Linked DNA regions of Mus musculus: regions 1 and 3 are each linked to region 2. Evidence: chromatin contacts called from public ChIA-PET and Hi-C data. All regions are on one chromosome and are shown on one strand. The core of a region is the stretch at or near the end of the contact, and the rest is flanking DNA. Distances in the headings are between cores, read along the strand shown. Region 1 holds the start of Ociad1 (OCIA domain containing 1). Region 2 holds the start of Txk (TXK tyrosine kinase). Region 3 has its middle 15 kb from the start of Commd8.

Evidence for each region. Hi-C and Micro-C count contacts between places; a contact is called where the count stands out from the background. ChIA-PET counts read pairs in DNA pulled down with a chosen protein or histone mark.
Region 1: a contact with region 2 is called in an RNA polymerase II ChIA-PET map of memory CD8 T cells, with 50 read pairs. The contact joins the promoter of Ociad1 here to the promoter of Txk in region 2. A contact is called at or near these places in 1 of 484 Hi-C or Micro-C datasets (CD8 T cells), 1 of 115 datasets of contacts at active chromatin or transcription factors (memory CD8 T cells) and 1 of 9 other capture datasets (macrophages).
Region 3: a Hi-C map of the G1E-ER4 cell line shows a contact between it and region 2, with 2.4 times the contacts expected there. The contact joins the enhancer-like site here to the promoter of Txk in region 2. A contact is called at or near these places in 6 of 39 promoter capture datasets (the 3T3-L1 cell line, the HPC-7 cell line, hippocampal neurons and 3 more), 1 of 15 datasets of contacts at CTCF or cohesin (large pre-B cells), 11 of 484 Hi-C or Micro-C datasets (the G1E-ER4 cell line, the MNK3 cell line, cerebellum and 5 more) and 5 of 115 datasets of contacts at active chromatin or transcription factors (T-cell acute lymphoblastic leukemia, astrocytes, large pre-B cells and 2 more).

Annotation. Positions count from the first base shown.
Region 1 is chr5:73,291,378-73,294,077 of GRCm38.p6, reverse strand. It overlaps Ociad1 (OCIA domain containing 1), which reads right to left and starts at 1,284. Exons shown (of 9, transcript NM_023429.4): 1 at 1,102-1,284.
Region 2 is chr5:72,751,508-72,754,207 of GRCm38.p6, reverse strand. Txk (TXK tyrosine kinase) reads left to right here and starts at 1,431. Exons shown (of 15, transcript NM_001122754.2): 1 at 1,431-1,529. The coding sequence starts at 1,514.
Region 3 is chr5:72,181,681-72,184,380 of GRCm38.p6, reverse strand. No RefSeq gene overlaps it. Among named protein-coding and RNA genes, the nearest start is that of Commd8, 15 kb to the right of the region's middle. Within about 2 kb of position 1,415, at least 80 of the 459 cell types and tissues checked have an H3K27ac peak or open chromatin away from gene starts, as enhancers often do. A contact at or near this core is called in the G1E-ER4 cell line, the HPC-7 cell line, the MNK3 cell line and 2 more, where this site is marked.

The DNA of each region.
Region 1 (2,700 bases), core at 35-2,534, 540 kb before region 2:
CAGATGGTTGTGATACTGTGATAGGACATGTGGGTACTGGAAACTCTGCAAGGGCCAGTGCTCTTACCTGCTGAGTTATCTCTTCAGGCCCCGACTTTTACATTTCAACTACCTGACATAAAAAAATAACTGAATGAAAAAGGGTCATAAACATATCTGAACTAATTATTCACATTCGACCCTTTGATTGAAAAACGGGTACATCAAAACAATGGAAAAAAATTCCCTTCTAAGGCTAGGTTATGTTATTTCACATTATTCTGTACCTTGACTCAAAAACAAAACAAAAACTACAACCATATCCAAATGATTAGGGAAAAACCTCAAGTCACTTCTAGGTTTCCAATTAAAACGAAACTGCATTGTATCCCCTAACTCAGCAGTCAAAAAATAATGACGTCACATTTTCTGCAGGTAGCTACGCTAATGGCAAACTTCCCTGTACCAGCCCAAGTAATCTTCAAACATCTTAAATAAATTTTAAAATCCAAGAGCAAATATATTCTTTCGCCTTCCTTTAAACTTAGACCTCAGCATTTCAGACAAAATAAGGAGTACGTCTTCGCTGAAACAAACGCATCGCAGTATGACTTACTGGATGCCAACAGCAAAGCACCTTTCTGTAATTCGTTTAGTCACTAAAATCATCACCTATTGCATACCTATATCCCTTCAAAGAAAAAGGTTTCAGAAAAGGTAAACTGAACTCTTGGACAGATGAAGCATTCAGAGGAAGCTTCTCAAACTGCAAAACCCTACCAAAAAAGAAAAAAAAAAAAAAAGAAAGAAAGAAAATCTCGTCCCCAGGGAGGCTGGAGGGCAGTGCGACCTGTCTGATCACTACAGCTCAAAGCTGTAATCATAAAGAACAAGGCTCAAGCGAGGCAGTAGCCGCGGACGCCAGCACTCCTGTCCCTGACCTGCCACCCCACCTCGGCCATCGCGGCTTTCCCCACCCCTCCATGCAGGTCTCCCGGTGCCCGAGTCACCGGCGCTGCAGCAGAGCCCAGGCCCGCAGTGCGACCGGACACCTCCGGGCAGGAAAATGGCGGCTGCGGGCGAGGGTGGGAGACTGGCGGAAAGCCGCGCCACCACACCCACCTCACGATGGAGGCGGCAACGCTGGGAGCAGGACCCGGGGTAGAGGCCGGGAGAGGACCCCAGAGACAGGCACAGCGGACAACGCGGGAAGCGGGGAGGGGAAAGAGGGCAGCTTCCAAGCGATCGCCAAGATGTCACCCACACACGAGCGCCAGCAGGCCGACACCCGGAAGCAGTACCCTTGACGGGAAATGACGTCAGGACAGCGCTGGGAAACAGCGGCGGGCCAGTTTCTCAATACTCACGGATGTCGATCACGCCCCGTCCAACTAGTCCCGCCCCTTTCACCGCCCCCCACCCCGCCCCAGGCCGCGGCGCTCCAGAGCTGCACTGCGGCTGCGCGAGTTAAGGCCTGCAGCTCAGCTCTGCCTCTAGGTTCGATGCTCTTGTGACATACCCCAGAGACTGTTCAGTGACAAGCCAGTAGGGACATTTTGGAACCCCTCCATCCTCAAGTCCCCTCCTTATCCCATGACTTTCCTTGGACTTCCCTAATTTTAAGATTTACAGAAATTTTCTTATGCTTTAAGCCTCTAGGCTAGGTAGTGAATTTTAAGCGTGAACTCTTAAGTTAACTGTCAGAACCTCCAGTCTAGTGTCCGATTGATTCTAACACTAGAGTCAGGATACACTCCAACTCGGAGACTCAGAATTTACTCATCTGAATAACAGAAATAATGTGTGTTTCACAGTTTTGGGTTAAAACAAGTCTGAAAAGGAGTTTAGGCTCTGGGGCTGTATTACCAGGAGACTATATTTTAATGCTAGGAGACCAACTTTTCGTCAGAGCTCAGGCTGCCACTCCTAACCACCAACTATTCATTTCTTACACTGATCCTAGGCATGTTTACTGAGTGCGTATACTGAACCAAGTCCTGAAAGTATATCGTTGATACCTCTGATAGCTCCAGCCCACGAAGTTATGAACTCCTATAATTGTCAGACTTCCCACCATTCCTCATTTCATATGTTTTTCACTGGTTCTATGGCATCCACGAACTTGTCTGTATGCTTATTTAAGAGAGAAAGTCATGTAAAACATGAATCCGGAGTCATGGCTAGACCTCTATGGCTCCTGAACCCCACACTAAGGACGAACTCAAACATAACTTGGGTGAGCTCCAAAGCCTTCCTGGAAGCTGATGCCCATCCAATGGAGAAAGGCGATAGGATTTGTTAACCATCTTAGACCCTTGCTATGGCACCAGGAACGTGGGGATCACCAGAAATCACGGAACTTTAAGCTCAGCTGTGAAAGCCTTGGGTTCCATCCTTGTGATCAGAGCAGCTGTGGTGTACCCACTGGAGACCCTCAAAAGATTGCTTCCACGAACATGCCCTCCTGAAGAGTCAAGAGCTCAGAGGCACATCCTTTTCTCAAAGGTACAAAATTGAGCATATATGCTTGGGAGAAAGATGTATTAAGAGGCATAGCTGGCAAGCTGCCCATGATTTGGAAAGTAACTTTAATTAAGCTCATTAGTTCACCAAGCATGACTTGATGGAATTATTCCTTCCATTTGCCATTGTTCTTTGAGAGGAATAGAGACATCCCTGGAAGAGTCTTTAACAAGCACTCTTTCAAATATCTTCATTGAG
Region 2 (2,700 bases), core at 182-2,681:
CGAAGGCTAAGCTCATTCCTTTTATAATGGATAAAAAAATGAAATATTCTCATCATAATGTGCCATATTCCTTCCAACTCCCCACATCACAAAACCATACACACTTTTTAATCAACTCCTTCAAGCAGCTGGTGATATGCAGGCATGCCTTACTATTATTGCTAAGATAGGCCCCACCTATCTTCTCCTTTTATCTGGATGAGCTGTGAAAGGAACCAGGGTGTGCTCAGGAAAGTTACAAGAAGGTTGAGTTCCTGTGTGAACAATTTGAAATACTCTTTCTTATCACATGTAGGTCTCAGGGGGCAGGATACATGTGTGTATGTGTGCATATGTGCCTGTGTGCATATGGGGGCTAGAGTTGATGCTGTGTGTTTTCTTCGATTGCTTTCCACCTTGTGTAGTGAGGTAGAATCTCTCATTGAACTCAGAGCTGGCTGATTTGGCTGGTCTAGCTAGCCAGTTTGCCCTCAGGATCTCTTGTCTCCATCTCCCAAGCACTTGGTTTACTGGTGGGAGACCGTGCTCTCTTGTCAATTATGTAACTTTTCTGGCTCTGAACTTGGGTCCTTATACTTCAGTGTCAAACACTTTGCTCACTGAGCCATTTCCATAGCCCATACAAATGCTTCCTATGGGAAAACAGAACAAATGAAAGGGAGCGCTCACGCTGTAGACTTGTTCATCCAACCGAGGTGCCAATGGGAACCTGTCAAAGCTGAGGCTAAATCTTTTCTTTTCTCTGTCCCTGTCTTTCTGTCTCTCTGTCTCTGTCTGTCTGTCTGTCTGTCTCTCTGCCTCTCCTGTCTCTGTCTGTATCTCTGTCTGTCTCTCTGTCTCTGTCTTTCTCTCTGTCTGTCAAGGTTTCTCTATGTAACCCTGGCTGTCCTGGAACTCTATGTAGACCAGGCTGGCCTTGAACTCACTCGCCTCTGCCTCCCAGAGTGCTGGGATTAAAGACTTTTGCCACCACACCTAGCTTCAGCCAGTTTTTAAAACAGATCTTTAGATTCTCCCCTAATCCCAAACCAAGTCTTTAGAGTCAGTCCTAAATCAGAGGGCCAAACATCCTAGTTTGGATATTCATGATCCTAGAAGTCGATTTTCCCTGTACCACTATGAGCCCTCCAGTAAGTAAAATTTCTTCTTGTATGGTCCTTTATTCCAGTATCAGCACAGGGAAGACAGTTTAAGTTGACTACTATGAAGGCCCCTTTTACCGAAATTCTGTGATTTCTTCAAAGTGTTTTCTAGACACACCCACAGCGTAGGTATAAGGAAGTGCTAACACTTCAGATCTGGATACAGAGCTCTGAAGTTTCTTATGTAGGCCACTGGGTTGTCATTCACACACTCTTGAGGTTTTCAGAACAGGAAATTAGGTGGGGTAAACTTTGCCTGTGAGAAACGTCACAGGCCAACAACTATGCTTTCAGTTGAAAGATGTGTTACCGTGAGTGGAACAGAGCTGAAGAACCAAGGCTTCTGTGTATGGCCAGCAAGCAGGGTCGCCATGATCCTGTCCTCTTGTGAGTAAGATGGGCTTTACCATTTAATGTCACAGCGTGTTTATGGGTGTGTTGCCTACTGGTGACCCCTAGGAGTGGGTTTTGCTAAAACAAGGAATTTGTGAAATCCTAAAGATGATTTCTTCAGATGTAGTGACAGGATTTTGTGGCTTAGTTAAATGTCCACTGCCTCTTGATAAAATTATATACTTGAGAATTGAGAATACAGATGACAATAGCAAAAAAAAAAAAAGTTGTGTACTTAGCATGTGTGGAAATTCGGTCAGTGTGATGGGATATGTTTGTTTTTTGAATGATAATGAACTCAGAGTTGAGGGTGAAGAGATCAGACTTTTCTGGTTTAGCCTCAGCTTTGACAGGTTCCCATTGGCACCTCGGTTGGATGAACAAGTCTACAGTGTGAGCGCTCCCTTTCTGCCTCCTCCTATAGCCGTCACAAGTAAACAGTGGGCAAAGCTGGCAAGCACATCAACTAATCTGAGAGTTGCTTTGAAAGACTTCAAGACGATTTTTGGAAGCACTCCACAGTTAAGACTCAAGAGAGGCTAATTATGTATAGGGGTTTAGGAAAGGAAAAAAAAAAGACGATCTCTGATTTTAATTCTAGATGCCCTGGGAATCAAACATCAGTAGAACTTAGTCATTCTAGATTAGGCCAGAATTCTGATTTATTTTTAGCTGGCAGTAGGAAAAAACTGACCGAATTTTACATATCTCTTTAAGCCACAGCACGTTATTAGGACCTCCAGACATTGGTAGGATTTATAAAAATAATCAAATGCTATTTTTGTTGTGCCTTCCTGAATATGATTTACAGTTTGATTCACTAAGAACAAAACAAGACAATAACAACAACAACAGCAACAGCAACAAAAAGGTTTCTTGTTATCAGAAATAGGCCAAGCAGCTCAAGACAGAAAAAGATACAAAGAATTGTCACGAGTCCCCACCTCCCCAAGGGCAGAATAATGTTGAGCAGATGCAGAATATGGACTTTTAAAGGCTTTGATTGTTTCTCATGAGATCAGAACCAGGGGAAGGAAGGCCATGTGTTATGACAGGAAAGGCTCAGCTACGTGTAAGGCAAGTAGATGCAGAGGCTGTCTAGGGATGAAGTGGGAGACTACTTATCTATGGGGTCTTAGATTTCCCCGTGGCCTGGGGGGGGAGG
Region 3 (2,700 bases), core at 166-2,665, 570 kb after region 2:
TACTCTATATATAGTGTTTTAAAGTAGAAGGAAAGAAAAGTCAGAAAGGTAAGTGTAAGAAGAAAGCAGGAAGGCAAGGGGCATGAATATGAAAGGGGCGGGGCCAACAGAGCTGTGTTATCTTTTGGGTCAAGCAGGGCGTGGCTTCTCTCTAGTCCTAGATCTACCCAGAAGATCTCAAACACGCTAGCCAGTTCCTTAATCCCCGCAGTTTGGTTCAGTTCCCCTTCTCCTCTGCAGCTGTCTTTTGATAGGCATTGACTATTAACACAAAGTGAGTTTCGTTATTACTACGGGCTTTGATGGTTAGTCCCTGCAACTCCCTTGAGGATTTCTTGGGCTTTTCCTTGCTTTTTGTTCCTGATTATTAAAAAGAAAAAAAGAGGGGAGGGAACATGGGGTTTCTTCTAAAAAAAAAAAAAGAGCAGAGCTGGGGAGATGGCACAGTAGTTAAAGTGCTTGCTGCACAACTCTGAAAGCAAGAGGTTTAGATTCCTAGAACGCATGTACAGGTCAGGTAGGTGTGTCGGCCCACCTGTGATCTTGAGTAGCCATAAGGCAGAGATAGGGAACCTAGGAGCAGGCTGCCTAGCCAAGACCAGCCATATGGGCAAACTCTGTGTTCAAGAGAGAGACCTTGCCTCAATGAATAAGGTCGGAGAGTGATAGAAAAAGACTTCTGACCTTGACCTCCAGATGCAGGTGTGTATAGTTATACAAGCACCTCTGCACACCTGTGTACACACCACACACACACACACACACACACACACACACACACACACGGGAATGTAATAACTCGGGGCTACAGAGCTTCAGCCCCTAGCTACCTCAAACATGATTCAACTGGAGATTTGTTACAGGCCTGGTCTGCCCACTATGGCAGTAGTGTCCCTCTCCTCCTCCTCCTATCCTTCTCGTTCTCCTCCTCTCCCTCCTCCTTCTTCTTTAAAACCTTCAAAGTCTACCTAGGTTGAATCCTCACCTCTGTTTTTTGGTTTCTTTTCTTCTTTCTTTCTTTCTTTCTTTCTTTCTTTCTTTCTTTCTTTCTTTCTTTCTTTTTTTTTAACCAGGCCCCAACCTGGTGCCATAAAACCAGCTTCCCCGCCATCAACCCTTGTAAGAAACTATTACCCAGACAGTTATCAGGCTTCATTTCTTGACCTTATGAGCATCCCCCACCCACCATCCCCTGCTGCTACCAAAGCCTTGAGTGTGTAGATGAAGTATCTTCCAATACCTCTGCTCCGGACAACGGTACACAGCCACACAAACCTTGCCCTAGAGACCCTGGCCACCTCCCCATAAATACCCACCACCTCCATAAATGGAACCAGTTCTCCTAAGCTGTTCCTGGGTGTGTGCCTTGCCCTGGAACTCATCTCTGACAGAGATCCTGCGCTGCACTTAGCCACACCCAGCTGAGCTTCCTGTCTACACCCAGCCTTCAACCCAAAGGGGGAAGTGGACATGGGCAGCACACATACACATGAAGAATGAATAAAAAGATGAGTGCACGCCCATCCTTGTTCCTGGCTTAGCCTGAGATGATTTCCCTACATCTTCTGACTTCATTAATTTAGTTCAGTCTATAGGCTGAGTTTCCACACGTCCTTTTTTCCTACAAAGCATCTTCCATCACTTCCCTTTCACCTTCCTTTTGAATGCAACATTGCCCTCTCACCTCCTGTGCAGGGCACGCTTCTCCTCTCTGTCTTCAGATTTCCATTCCAGGCCCTGCTGAGCCCACAGCTGGGCTTCACTGTTGCCTACATTGTCCAGGAAAGCTGACAGGCACGGAAGCTGATAGTTCATGCCTTTAGTCCTAAGCTATGGCATGGTTGCCATGAGTTTGGAGTCAGAACAACTACATGCTGGGTTTAAGTGTAGACTGTGCTACAGAGGGGGATACTATCTAAAAACAAAATAAACCCAAAATGAAAGAAAGATTCCACATAGCACTGAGGGGTCTACTAACAACCCCTACACAACAAAAGGCCAGGATAATTCCATACAGGGCTCAGTGGTAGTCTTTTAAAAGAGTCCTTCACTCTCATCGCTAAAATACAAACCCAGCAGCAAGTTGTGAGATGCTAATAGAATACCATTTATAATTGACACAGCAATCAGTGCTATGGGAGTGTAGGAGGAAGGGGATGCATTCTGCCAACAGGATGTAGAGGTAGGCGCAGCAAACATTTAGTAAAGGATTTAAAAACAGAAGTGAGGACTCAACCTAAATAGACTTTTAAAGTCTTTTAAAGGAGAAGAAAGAAGAGGAGGAGGGAGAGACTTCAACGATAGTGGGCAGACCAGGACTGTAACAAACCGAAAAGCACTAGGTAATCAAGATACTTCAGTGCAAGAGAATTAAACTGAGGGCCTAAAATACTCCCTGGCAGTGAATGTAGCCAGGAAACCTGGCCGTGGTGGAGGGCTTGCACATAGTTAAGGCTGACTGCTAGGGTAAGAAAACCAGCAGGGATGGAACTCTACTAAACAATGCAGATTTGGGGCACCAGGCATGTTAGTGCATTACACTACAGCAGTCCACGGGGATCCTGAGCTGTGTCCCCGACTAGGGAGGCTGTGTTGGAGAATCCAGCCTGATGTAGTTTTGGTCTGACAAGTAAGGCCTGAATGAATGAATATACAGTGAAAGGAAGCAGCGCTGCTCTGCTCAATTAGTGGAATTGTTTC